Linked DNA regions of Mus musculus: region 2 is linked to region 1. A link is a contact called in public HiChIP or PLAC-seq data. All regions are on one chromosome and are shown on one strand. The core of a region is the stretch at or near the end of the contact, and the rest is flanking DNA. Distances in the headings are between cores, read along the strand shown.

The links. HiChIP or PLAC-seq counts read pairs in DNA pulled down with a chosen protein or histone mark.
Region 2: a contact with region 1 is called in a FOXA1 HiChIP or PLAC-seq map of pancreatic cancer cells. The contact joins two enhancer-like sites. A contact is called at or near these places in 2 of 39 promoter capture datasets (hematopoietic stem and progenitor cells and neutrophils), 1 of 115 datasets of contacts at active chromatin or transcription factors (pancreatic cancer cells) and 1 of 9 other capture datasets (liver).

What each region holds. Positions count from the first base shown.
Region 1 is chr5:137,059,472-137,066,057 of GRCm38.p6, reverse strand. Serpine1 (serine (or cysteine) peptidase inhibitor, clade E, member 1) reads left to right here. Exons shown (of 9, transcript NM_008871.2): 6 at 1,097-1,197; 7 at 1,625-1,711; 8 at 2,494-2,577; 9 at 2,847-4,554. The coding sequence ends at 2,884. Among named protein-coding and RNA genes, the nearest start is that of Serpine1, 9.5 kb to the left of the region's middle. Within about 2 kb of position 3,742, at least 88 of the 459 cell types and tissues checked have an H3K27ac peak or open chromatin away from gene starts, as enhancers often do. A contact at or near this core is called in pancreatic cancer cells, where this site is marked.
Region 2 is chr5:137,453,009-137,459,847 of GRCm38.p6, reverse strand. It overlaps Zan (zonadhesin), which reads left to right. Exons shown (of 88, transcript NM_011741.2): 16 at 1,198-1,339; 17 at 1,916-2,032; 18 at 3,157-3,281; 19 at 3,514-3,659; 20 at 4,453-4,596; 21 at 5,527-5,646; 22 at 5,759-5,928. Among named protein-coding and RNA genes, the nearest start is that of Zan, 21 kb to the left of the region's middle. Within about 2 kb of position 3,772, at least 51 of the 459 cell types and tissues checked have an H3K27ac peak or open chromatin away from gene starts, as enhancers often do. A contact at or near this core is called in pancreatic cancer cells, where this site is marked.

The DNA of each region.
Region 1 (6,586 bases), core at 2,493-4,992:
AACAAAAAAGATGAGACCAAAGAAGAGCTAGAGAAAGAAGTGGGTGTCAGGCCCGAATCGTTCCACACCCATTTGTAAAAGCCTCCCATCTCACCCCCCCATCTTCCCTCATCCACAAACAATGAAAGGCATCGATTCCCAGAGGCAGAGGAGACTTCCAAACACAGATTTCATTTTCTTTTTTTTTCTTTTCCCCTAATCCTTCTGCAGAATCAAAAGGGGTAGAGAGGGCTGTGGTTGGGTAATTCCAGAATTACAGGGAAGCTCCCAGCCCAGGTTTCCCCCCTAAACTCCCAGATGCTAAGATGCCAGGCTTGGAGACAGAGGGGGATCAGGTTGCTTTAGATGCCGACCTTCTGCTGCTGTCTTTCTCCCTCATCAAGATGGAGATAATGAGTCATGCCCTGGTGGGAAGCAGAGGGGGAGCCCAAAGTCTCATTCTATGTGCGCTCAAAAACAGCCTGCAGACCACAGTTAGCTCCAACACCCTATCGAGGGAGAATGTGAACCTGTCCCCCTCCTGCCGTCAAACCGAATACAATTATGTTAAAACTACTGTCTTATTTGAGGAAAGCCATTAGTCACGGATTTGAGGGGGTGGAAAGATTGAACAATGTTCATTAATATTAGAAGTTTCTGGCAAGGAGGAAAAATAGGCCAGACCTTCTAGCCAAATGAAGTTTCAAAGACTTCTACTGCCGTACTAGATGATGGAGGCAGGGGGATCAGAAGCTCAAGGTCAGGGCTGGGGATATAGTTGCGCTGGTGGAATGCTTGCCCGACTTGTTCAAAGCTCTGGGTTTTAACCCCAGCGCTACATAAACCATGCGTGGTGGCGCACACCTCTAAATTCTAGCACTCAGGAGGTAGAGGCAGGAGAATCAGGCGTTCAGGATCAGCTTTGGATACATAATGAGTTTGGGGCCAGCCTGGGCTACATGAGATCCAATTTCAAGACAAAACAAAAAGCCAGACTCTTTCCTCCATGCTCGTGTCAGTGTCTACCCTGTCCCACTGTCCTAGAAGATATCCTAAAGGTCCTGGAAGAACAGCATGTGGGAACCAAACTAACACTTGTGCCTGTTCCTGCCCACAGGTTCTCTCTGGAGACTGAAGTGGACCTCAGAGGGCCCCTGGAGAAGTTGGGCATGCCTGACATGTTTAGTGCAACCCTGGCCGACTTCACAAGTCTTTCCGGTGAGAAACGATCACCCTCGTTTTCTTGCTTCTTTGGGTCAGAGTTTCCCCACGAAGGATAGAGTGGAGGCTAATCTGTCTTTTGGGTCCTGCTCACAAGTCTTTCCGGTGAGAAACGATCACCCTCGTTTTCTTGCTTCCGTGGGTCAGAGTTTCCCCACGGAGGATAGAGTGGAGGCTAATCTGTCTTTTGGGTCCTGCTCACAAGTCTTTCCGGTGAGAAACGATCACCCTCGTTTTCTTGCTTCCGTGGGTCAGAGTTTCCCCACGGAGGATAGAGTGGAGGCTAATCTGTCTTTTGGGTCCTGCTCACAAGTCTTTCCGGTGAGAAACGATCACCCTCGTTTTCTTGCTTCCGTGGGTCGGAGTTTCCCCACGGAGGATAGAGTGGAGGCTAATCTGTCTTTTGGGTCCTGCTCTGTTACAGACCAAGAGCAGCTCTCTGTAGCACAGGCACTGCAAAAGGTCAGGATCGAGGTAAACGAGAGCGGCACAGTGGCGTCTTCCTCCACAGGTGAGTGTGGCTCTCTGCCTGTGTTCGCCCACCTCCTGGGATGGCAATCACCCCACAGGAAAGCTAGTGTGAGCCCAGTAGTCATCCTTTCCCGAACCCGTTCCTCAGTGTGAAAAAAACGGATTCACTTCCCCTGGGACCCTGCTGCCTCATCTGGCTCCTGAAGGGCCAGTGTGTGACAAGGACCCCCCCAAACAAGCCTGAGGTGTAATCACAGTGGGAGTGAACTTAAAGGATGTGCCATGAGCCCTAAATATGTTTGTGACTAATAGGATCCTGGGGCTCAGAGGAAGTTTGGAAACTTTAGGGCCAATATTCAGAGTACAAAGAAAGGAAGCCAAACATAGTGGCACATGCCTCAGGAGGCTGAGGCAGAAGGATGCAGGTTCAAAAAAGCGAGGCCCTGTCCTGAAAAACCAAGGACTGGGAAATGTAGCTTGATGGTAGAACCTTTATCTAAAATCCCCCAGTGAGGGGCTGGGGGGCGTGGCTCAGTGGTAGAGCCCCTGCTTAGAATCCCCCAGTGAGGGGCTGGGGGGCGTGGCTCAGTGGTAGAGCCCCTGCCTAGAATCCCCCAGTGAGGGGCTGGTGGCTCAGCCATAGCACTCTTGCTCTGGCATGCAGGAGGTTCTGGGTTCCATACCCCATTACTAGTTTCTTTTAAGCCACCTAAAAATCATTCCCCAGTGCTGATATCAGATAGACTGGTGTCACTAGATCTCTTGGGAATCACTCCAATGATAACATCCCCCAAACCTAACATATTGTCCCTTTTCTTTCAGCCTTTGTCATCTCAGCCCGCATGGCCCCCACGGAGATGGTTATAGACCGATCCTTTCTCTTTGTGGTTCGGCACAACCCGACAGGTGAGCAGACCCCTATAACATCCTCCTGTCCTCACACTGTTTTTCAAAAATCATTATGTACCTGCCCACCACGTAGACGTTTTCTTGAGCCCCTAGGGACTCTGCAAAAATTCTGGCACTCAGTTCCATTCCTTCCCTAGCACTCTGTCACAGCCCACGCAGTGCCAGGACCCCAGTCCTAACTTAGTCCCTGGGCAGCTGTGACTCCTGGTAGCTCACTCACCTCCTTAGATCCCCATTCTCAACTGGCACGATTGTTCTGCCCGCAGAGACAATCCTCTTCATGGGCCAAGTGATGGAGCCTTGACAGTGGGAAGAGACGCCTTCATTTGGGACGAAACTGGAGATGTTATAAGCAGAAACTCTGAAGAAAAGGATTATTTAAAGGACTCTATGGGGAGAAAGAGAAGGCAACTCCTCCTTACCCCCCACACTGGTAATCTTTCCAACCAGCATCCCAGACCTCGGACTCTTGAAGGGAAAAGAGTCTAACTCCCTCCTCCCTAGGGATTCCTACCCCACAAAGGTCTCATGGACCATAGAACTCACAGTACCTGGATCTGCCCAGCATGCCCTTTGGACCCAGTTCCCACCGAGGCCCCAGCAGAGTGGAGGGCACAACACTTTCATTCAGCAAAATCGTTTGTGTTCCAGTCACACTGTGGGCACCTCTTGCATCGCCTGCCATTGCTGTGGAGGGTGGCCATGGGCCAAAGGAAAAAGCACTGTCCTATCTCAAGGTCCACTGTGGAAATGTCCACCTTGCCCACCTCCAAGGGGCAACGGATAGACAGATCAAATGGTGGCCCAATAGCGAGCCTTCTCCCTGCTCCCTCCCTTGACACAGCTTGCTTATGTTATTTCAGAGTGTAGGTGACTTGTTTACACAGCTTTTTTCGACCCACAAACTTTTTTCATTTGGAAAGGGTGTAAGAAAAGTCGGACGTGTGTGTGCCTGGCTCTTCGTCCCCAGTCTCCCAGTGGGGGGGCCCTGGGGAGATTCCAGGGGTGTGATTGAATATTTATCTCTTGCTCTTGTATGTTTGTTGGGGAGAAGAAGCACTTTTAAGGAAAATGCTTCTTATTTAAACCGTGGCATACGGCATCCCATTTGGGGTCTGCATCCCTGTATGTCAGGGGTGCATCACTCCACAAACCTGCCCCTCTGGGTAGCCTCGTGATGGGGCTCACACTGCCGCCTAGTGGCAGCCGAACACACCCTTACCCGGTCCCTCCCTCCCTCCCCCCCCCCCCCCCCCCCCCCCGTGGCTCTTTTCCTTAGGGACCTTGCCAAGGTGATGCTTGGCAACCCACGTTAAAGGAAGGGGGGAAAAAAGATTAGATGGAAGAGAGAGAGATTTGAGAGAGGGCAAAGTGGTTTCAAATTTTTCCAAGGCATTCAGAAGCAGAGAGGGAAAAGGGGCTGTGTGACCTAACAGGACAGAACTTTCTCCAATTACTGGGTGAGTCAGAGCTGCACTGGTGACTCACTTCAATGTGTCATTTCCGGCTGCTGTATGTGAGCAGTGGACACGTGGGGGGGCGGGGGGGGGATGAAAGAGACAGCAGCTCCTGGTCAACCACCTTAGTTAGATAATCTTTTTTGAAAGCTTCCTAGCTGGAGGTATGATCAGAAAACCAATTTACTGAAAAACTGCACAAGAAGGTACCGTGAATGTAATTTCCTAGCAGGCCACTCTGCATCTGTTATGTCTCCACCGGAAAAAAAATAATCATGTTGGTGTTTTTGCTTTTCTCTCTCTCCCTCTTTCTCTCTGATTTTTTTTTCCTCTCTTTTCATTATGCACTGGACAGCCACACACCGTGTACCCATAGGGCCCCAAATGTGGGGTCACATGGTCTTGAATTTTGTTGGTTACATATGCCTTTTTGTTGTTGTTTGTCTTCACTTTTGATATATAAACAGGTAAATATGTTTTTTAAAAAATACTAAATATAGAGAATATGCAAACAAAATTGGTTGCTTGTTGCCTTCTGTGTCTTCTCAAGGAAGTAAAACAGGAGTGTGGGCTGGTAAAGTGGCTCAGTGGGTAGAACACGTGCCACCGGAAACCGATGACCTGAGTTCAAACACTCTGAATCCCGCATGATGGGAGGAGAGAACCGGTCCCTGAAAGCTGTCCTCTGACCTCCACACACAAAACATGGCACATGCTCCCCCACTCCCACACACAGATAATAATAATGAAATAAAGGTGAGGGGCAGGCAAGATGGCTCAGATGGTAATAAGCACTTACTGAGAAAGTCTATTGATGACCTTAGTTCGATTCCCAGAAACCACACAATGGAAGGGAAGAACCAATGGGGGTTGTCCTCTGACTTGCATACATACATGATGGGGACACACATACACACACACACACACACACACACAATGTAAATAAGCTGGAGGTGGTAGCCTTGCCTTTAATCCCAGCACTTGGGAGGCAGAGGCAGGCAGGTCTCTGAGTTTGAGGCCAGCCTCGTCTACAGACTGTATTCCAGGATAGCCAGGGCTACACAGAGAAACCCTGTCTCAGAAAAACAGGCAAACAAAAATAAATGTAAATTTTAAAACATTGCTGAACAACGGGTGTGGTGGGGACACACCTGTATGCTAGCTAACACTTGGGAGGCAGAGGCAGGAGGGTCACCAGTTCTAGGTCAGTTTGGCCTCAGGTATAAACTGGTCTCCAGAACAAACAAAAGCAATAACAGCAGATTTCTGGCAGTGGTAGGGATTCCGGCGAGCCACATCCACAGGTCCAAGCCTGTGGGAAAATCCATGAGACAGTCACCATGGCACTGTAATCTGTCTCCAGGACAAGTTGTGCAGGGCTTGATTCTCTCCCAGAAGGCATCCTATAAAGGGAAAAGAATGGGATGCGGACATGGCTCGGCTGGAGGAAGGTGCCCAGCATGCAGGAAGCTCTATAAGTAATCCTTGACACTTCGTCAAACCGGGCATGGTGACACATGCCTGTCATTCCAGCTCTTGGGAGATAGAGGCAAAGAGTAGGAAATGCAAGACCATCTTGGGCCAACCTGGGCTACACATGACCTTGCCTCCAGGAAGACAGAAGGAGGAAAAGGAAGAAGGAGAGATTGGGGTGGGAGGTAGGATTGGGGGTACTCAACTTTAATCCCAGCACTTGAGAAACAGAGGCAGGTGGATATCTATCTGTGAGTTCAAAGCTAGCCTGGTTTATACAGGGTACTTCAGGCCAGCTAGAGAGACAGACCCCGGCAAGAAAAAAGGAGACAGTGGGGGGTTGACAGGGAGAAAGGGAAGGAAGAAAGTGAGGAATGTGCCTGTACCCAGAACGTGTTGAAGGTTGGGAGTTGGATACCAGAATGACCTTCTCGGTGACATTGTGTCTCATAAGCAGGAGAGCCAGGCTTGGTGGTGCACACCTATAAGCCCAGTATTTGGGATAGAGGCAGGAAGATCAAAGAGCTCAAACTCATTCTCTGCTACATAGTGAGTTCAAGATGAGATCAGGAGCCGGGCGGTGGTGGCGCACGCCTTTAATCCCAGCACTTGGGCGGCAGAGGCAGGTGTATTTCTGAGTTCGAGGCCAGCCTGGTCTACAAAGTGAGATCCAGGACAGCCAGAGCTATACAAGAGAAACCCTGTCTCGAAAAACCAAAAAAAAAAAAAAAAAAAAAAAAAGATGAGACCGGGATGTGTAAAAACAAGGAGGAAGAGGAGGAGGAAGAGGAGGAGGAAGAGGCAAGGGGTGGGGGTGGGGGAGAGACAGATCCAGATCCAGCAAACACCTCCCCCCCCACACACCCGAGGGCCTAATTAATTGCTGTCTACCTCTGGATTCTCACATCTATTCCTCTATCATCCCCTTCCCTCCATCGGGTTCCCTTACCCACCCCTCTTTATCCCTAGTCTCCATTTCTCCAGCTCCAGGCCAGGTTGCACCTCCTTCTCTTGTGAACCTGGCTGATGGGATCACTTTCTACACGACTCCAATTAGGCTGTGCTTTTCAGGCCTG
Region 2 (6,839 bases), core at 2,523-5,022, 390 kb before region 1:
TTTAATTTCTGTTGCTTTGGTAAAATACACAGACAAGAACAAAAACAAAAGCAAAAAACAAACTGGGGGGGGGGATTTATTAATGATTCCAAGTTATAGTCTATCGTTGAGAGGAAATCAAGGCGGCAGGAATGTAAGAGAGTTGGCTTTACTTTTATATTCTATCCACAGTCAGGAACACAGAGAAATCAATGCATGCTTGCCTCCTGTTCAGCTAGCTTTCTTTACTCTTATAAAGTCCAGGGCCCCAACCCAGAGAATGGGACTGTGTGCTTTCAGGCTGGGTCTTCCTATATCACAAGGCAATAGGACAATCCCCTAGACTTGTCTACAGGCCAACTTAATCTAGATGATACCGCTATAATATTCTTCCTGTGTGAGTCTAGTTGTTTCAAGTTGCCAATTAAAATAAGATCTTGCCACACATAGATCACTTAATAAATGCCCCTTGCTGCTACCAACGACTTGTGATAAACACACGCATCTATTCATCAAACATGCTTAAAGAGGGATGGGTGTGGTAGCACATGCCTTAACCTCAGCACTCAAGAGGCAGAGGCAGGGGGCATATCTGTGAGTTCAAGGCCAGTCTGGTCCACATGCTGAGCTCCAGGCTAACCAAATCTCCATATTGTCTCGTGAAAACAAGAGCAAATCCAAATCCAAAAACAAAACAAAAGAGAGTGCTTTAAACAAACTATATGTAATTATCATCCCAGGACTTGAGAGGCAGAGGCAGGAAAGTTACCTGGGTTCAGTGTTGTGAGACCCTGTCTCAGAAATAAAACAAAAAGAGAAAGGGCAAGGGCCGCTGGAATGGCTTAGCAGGCAAAGGCGCTTGCCTGTGAGCCTTGATCCTGAGTCAGACCCTGGGCCCCACATGATAGCAAGTTGTCCTCTGATCTTCCATACTGCGCCATTGCCCATGGAAACACACGTGCATACACACAGTTGGCTGGTAAGATGGCTCACGGGTAGAGACACCTGCTACCAAGGTTGGTTGATCTGAGTTTGACCCTTGGGACCCTCAGGGTGGAAGGAGAGAGCCAGCTCCCAGTTGTTTTCTGACCTCCACATGAAGTTGTGGTGGGTGGTCACGGGCATGTACGCTTGTGTGCATGCGCATGTGCACACACACATGCGTGCACACACAACCTTAGAACAATGGCATTATGACTCTTGATCTGTTGCTCTTAGCCTGGGGAAGAATGGTTCACTCCCAATTGCACAGAGCGGTGCCGCTGCTTGCCGGGTAGCCTGATGGAGTGCCAGATCTCTCAGTGTGGGACGCATACGGTATGCCAGCTGAAGAGTGACCAGTACCAGTGTGAGCCCTATGGTAAGTACTGCCCCTCATGCTGCCAGAGTGTGAGGGTGGGGTGGGCCTTTTTAGAATGCACTTCCTGGGGTGGGGGGACTGGAGAGATGGTTCAGTGGTTAAGAGAACTGACTGCTCTTCCAGAGGTCCTGAGTTCAATTCCCAGCAACCACATGGTGGCTCACAACCATCTGTAATGGGATCTGATGCCCTCTTCTGGTCTGTCTGAAGACAGATACAGTATACTCATATAAAATAAATAAATCTTGAGGAAGAGGAGGAGGAGGAAGAGGAGGAGGAGGAGGAGGAAGAGGAGGAGGAGGAGGAGGAAGAGGAAGAGGAAGAGGAGGAGAAAGAGGAGGAAGAGGACATCAGGACAGAGAGCAACATTTGCACGTGTTCTGTTCTGATTTCAGAAAGTCACCCCTCTTGTCTTTCTAAATTACTCTCTGTCAGAGTGGGTGAGACCTGTAGTCTCTGATCTCCCTTGGGCAGTGGAGCTGAGAATATATCTGAGTAGCAGAGTTGGGGTGTAGGGTTCAGCCAAGTGCGACACTGGAAACAGCTTCCGGTACCTGTGTTCCCCTTCCCTGGCAGGTAAAGCCACTTGCCTGGTCTATGGGGACCTTCATTTTGTCACCTTTGATGAGAGGCACATTGGCTTCACAGGGACATGTACCTACATCTTGACACAAACCTGCAGCAACTCCACAGGTAGGAGATTTGAGCCAGAGCTTGGCTGGGGTTGTGTGTGCTGATATTATAGAGGTGTCTGGCATGGTGACTTAGTTTGCGGTTGAACAGAATTGGTGATAGATGGCAGAAAGGGGCTGTATTGGGCAAGGTCCTCTGTTAAAGAGCAGTTGGGATATGCACACACAGTGGGAGTGCTTTCAGGCCCACAGTCCTGGAGAAACAGCTGAAGTGCCCTGCTGCTGTGGATGCTTCCCCTGGGAAAGAGACAATGACTGTAAAAGGGACTCTTGTTTTGGGGATGTGGGTCAGTTAGTAGAGGTCCTGCTTTCCAGTCCTAGAGCCTCATTAACCACTTGGAGTACTCACCTCTCCTCTCAGCACTGGGCAGCTGGAGGCAGGAAGGTCAGCACTACAAAGTCATCTCAGTTACAGAGAGTCTGAGGCTAGCCTGGGCTACTTGGGAGCCTTGTCTCACAAAAAGGGTGAGACGGAGTCACAAATGAACATGATTTCCTGAAGATGTCCCAGTCCATTGAGGGGAGACAGGCAATCTTGAAAGGAGACAATCATGGCATGGCCCTTTCCATTTGGATTCTGAGTCCTTTACTGTCTCAGAGATATATCCTGAGCCCTCTACCCTGTAGTGCCAAGTTGGACACCGCCACCACAACTAGGGTCTCAGAAAGCAGAGAATGGGTGGTACATGCTTTTAATCCCAGCATTCTGGAGGTGGAGGCAAGAAGATTTTGAGTTTTAGCTTGGCATACATAGTAAGACTGTCCCAAATCCAACAGGGACTGGGGATGTAGCTCTGTTGCTTAAGTGCCAGTTTAGACAAAGCCCTGGCTTCCACCCCCAGAGCCACCTAAGCTGGACATGGTAGCAAATATCTATAATCTGAGCACTGGAGAGGAGGAGGTGGTATCCCCAGAGTTTAAGGTCATACTCAGCAATGTGAAAAAGTTTGAAGCTAGCCTTAGATATAATGAGACCCTGTCTGAAATCAACCAGCCAACCAACCAACCAAACAAACAAACAAACAAACAACTAACAACCAACCAAACAATCAAATCACCAACCAACCAACCAAGCAAATAGTTGGTTGTGACTTAGCCCCTCAGCACTGCTCTCTCTCCATCTAGACCACTTCTTTAGGATAACAGCAAACACCGAAGAACGTGGAGTAGAAGGTGTATCCTGCCTGGACAAAGTTGTCATCTCTCTGCCAGAGACTACCGTTACCATGATCAGTGGCAGACACACATTGGTGAGTTAGTTCTATCCTTTGCTCACTCCACCAGGCCAGGCCATGGTCAGCCTGGAGACTCTGTTAGGGTTGGGACTAAGCAAAATGATGATGCTTCAAGCCAGTCTAGAGGAGAGAAGTTGGAGGGATGCCGTGGAGTGGTGATGTGCTCTGGCCTTGGATGAGGTGTTAGAGTTTTATGGTCCTACTTGACACCCCCCCCACATCAGTCTCTCTGTCTCCTCTCTCCCAGATTGGGGATCAGGAAGTCACCCTCCCAGCCATACTTTCTGATGACACCTATGTGGGTCTGAGTGGGAGATTTGTGGAGCTGAGGACAACATTTGGTTTGCGTGTGAGATGGGATGGTGACCAGCAGCTTTTTGTGACTGTGTCCAGGTAAGGGAGACGGCCTAGTCAGGCAGCCAGAACCCTCCACACCCTCGGCCTCACCCCAGGCATTTCAGTTACTTGTGGTTAATCATTTACACGTGTCCTTAAAGCTAGGCTGCATCTCACCCAAGTGGCAGAAGGGAAACAGTAGGAAGTGGAGTGAGGGCAGTGGGGTAATAGCAGATATGTACACAGGGCCTTGGGAATGTGTTATAAAGAGTCACTCGGGGACGCTCAAGAGCTGTCAGAAGAGAAGATATCATTCTTCAGGGAATAGTGGCTCCCCAGATGGGTGGACAAAGATGACAAGGGAGGTGGCTCAGCTGGTAAAGAGCTAATTCCACCCCTGGAACACACAGGCACATACAGACACACACATACAGACACACACACACACACACAGAGAGAGAGAGAGAGAGAGAGAGAGAGAGAGAGAGAGAGAGAGAGAGGAAGAGAGAGAGAGAGCACACACACACACACACACTGAGAGAGAGGGAGGGAGGGAGAGAGAGAGAGAGAGAGAGAGAGAGAGAGAGAGAGAGGAGAGAGATTTAAACCCAAGAGAGAGTAGAGTTGTTAAGCAGAAAGAACAGAGGAGACCCTGTACAGATGGCTCAGGCTGAGGCTGAGTGGGGGTCTTACATATCTGAAGCCTATCACAGACTCTTAAGAGTAGATGTTCTCAATGCATTCCTGGCTCTTACCCTCAGGGCGCACAGCTCACTGTCCTCTTGCTGTGGTCTCTGATGACTGAGACCCTTTTCCTCAGTCATGACTCACCCCTCTCCTGGACCCACAGTACCTTCTCGGGCAAACTCTGTGGTTTCTGTGGGAACTATGACGGGGACAGCAGCAACGACAACCTGAAGTCAGATGGCATGATGACACACGATGAGGAGGAGCTGAGGCTGAGCTGGCAGGTGGAAGAGGATGAGGACAAGGAGTGAGTGAGGGTCCCCACTGTGGGCTGGGACTACTCTTCCTCGACTTTTGCCCATTTTCAGATCTACCAGTGCTGGGCTTAGTTGTTCCTGTCTGTCATTCCAGAAGATGCAGGGATGTCTGGATCTGCAGACATCAAGATCTGATTTCTAAAATCCAAGAGCTGAGGATACAGCTCAGTGGTAGAGCCTAGAATCCCCCAGGGAGGAGCTGGGGGCGTGGCTCAGTGATAGAGCACCTGCCTAGAATCCCCCAGTGAGGGGCTGGGGGGCGTGGCTCAGTGGTAGAGCCCCTGCCTAGAATCCTCCAGTGAGGGGCTGGGGGCGTGGCTCAGTGGTAGAACACCTGCCTAGAATCCCCCAGTAAGGGGCTGTGGGTGTGGCTCAGTGGTAGAGCACCTGCCTAGAATCCCCCAGGGAGGGGCTGGGGGCGTGGCTCAGTGGTAGAGCCCCTGCCTAGAATCCCCCAGTGAGGGGCTGTGGGTGTGGCTCAGTGGTAGAGCACCTGCCTAGAATCCCCCAGGGAGGGGCTGGGGGCGTGGCTCAGTGGTAGAGCCTCTGCCTAGAATCCCCCAGGGAGGGGCTGGGGGCGTGGCTCAGTGGTAGAGCCCCTGCCTAGAATCCCCCAGGGACGGGCTGGGGGCGTGGCTCTTTAGTGGAACCCTTAACTAGTATGCACCAGATCCTGTATTGATCCCAGCAATGTTAAAAAAAAAAAATGAAACAAAAGTTACAAGGGGTAAAGTCTTGCCTGTGATCTTTAGGTTTCCAGGAGTATAGGAGACTTGGGACCACGCCTGGCTAATGTAGTGATATCGTCTCAAAAAGAACAAAATATAAACTGACCAGCATTGCCCTTTTCTTTTTCCTTACCTGGAGACTCCAGCTTTTCCACCTCTTTTGGGCTCTTCCAGCTTTACTGTCTTCTTCAGTTGGGTCTCTTCCAGGTGTCAGAAGAAGAAGAATCCCCCATCTTGTGACGCTGCTTTGGGGAGCACTATGTCGGGACCCAAGTTATGTGGACAGCTTGTCAACCCAAGTGGACCCTTTGAGTATGGAGGGAAGCAGATGGGTTGCAAGGGTTTGCTAGGTACTGGCGTTTCTCTGAGGTGGAGCATAGAGGCTCTGCCCTCTCCTGCCATCTGATTCAGCTTCTCTCCCCAGGGCATGCCTGCTCCACCTGAAGGCCTCATCCTTCCTGGATAACTGTGTGACTGACATGTGTAGCTTCCAAGGTCTCCAGCAGAAGCTCTGTGCTCACATGTCAGCCATGACGGCCACCTGCCAGGATGCCGGCTATCCTGTGAAGCCCTGGAGGGAACCCCAGTTCTGCCGTGAGTTGGGACCCAAAGCATGTGGGAAGATCTGGCAACACTTCCTACAGATCCAGTCAGGGTATACCCTGTTGAACCCCCATTTTGCTTCCATAAGAGGACAGGGCAGTGAGTAGAGCTGGATGTATCCCTCAGTTGCTTGGTCTCACGTTCAAGACCAGGCTGAGCAATTCAGGGAGGCTTCTTTTCCAAACAAACAAACAAACAAACAAACAAATAACAGGGCTTGACAGGTAGCTCAGCAGGAGAGCGTGTGCCGAGAATCCATAACCTGGGGGCTTAGTAATAAGGCTCTTGCCTAGAATCTGTCAGTGAGGAGTTGGGGTGTGGCTCAAATGGAGAGCACTTTACTAATGTGCCCAAGGCCCTGGATTCAGTCCTCAGCACTGGAGGGGTTGGGGGGAGGCAGGAGGAGAAGGAAGGGGAGAAGAAGTAGGACAGGAGGAGCAAGTAGAGGAAAAGGATGAAGAGGAAGAGGCAGAAGGGGAGGAGGAAGAGGAAGACAAGTCAGGGGTTCTGTAGGGAGGGAGACAGTGTATTTATGTGGTCCACCAAATCCACACTGCATTCAGAGTAGACTGTTTGTGTCTGAGCTGAAGCTCTGGTACAGACCTCCCCAGTCCTCTGAGGTAGCTGCATTAGCAGACACCCACGCCCAGGATCAAGCTGTTGATGGCCTTGCTTCCTGAGAATGTCTACATATCAAAGCCGGTATATCTTCTAATTGGTAGCTATCTGCCTTCAAGCATGGAGGGCCTTGGTAGCCACCAAGCGATGGGCTTGGTTTAGGCAGCTGTTCTTGTTTGGTTTGCTTTTTGCTTTGCTTTTTTTTTTTTTTTTTTTTTTTTTTTTTTTTTTTTTTTAGCCCAGGCTAGTCTTGAACTCACCACTAGTCTTGAACTCACCACAGA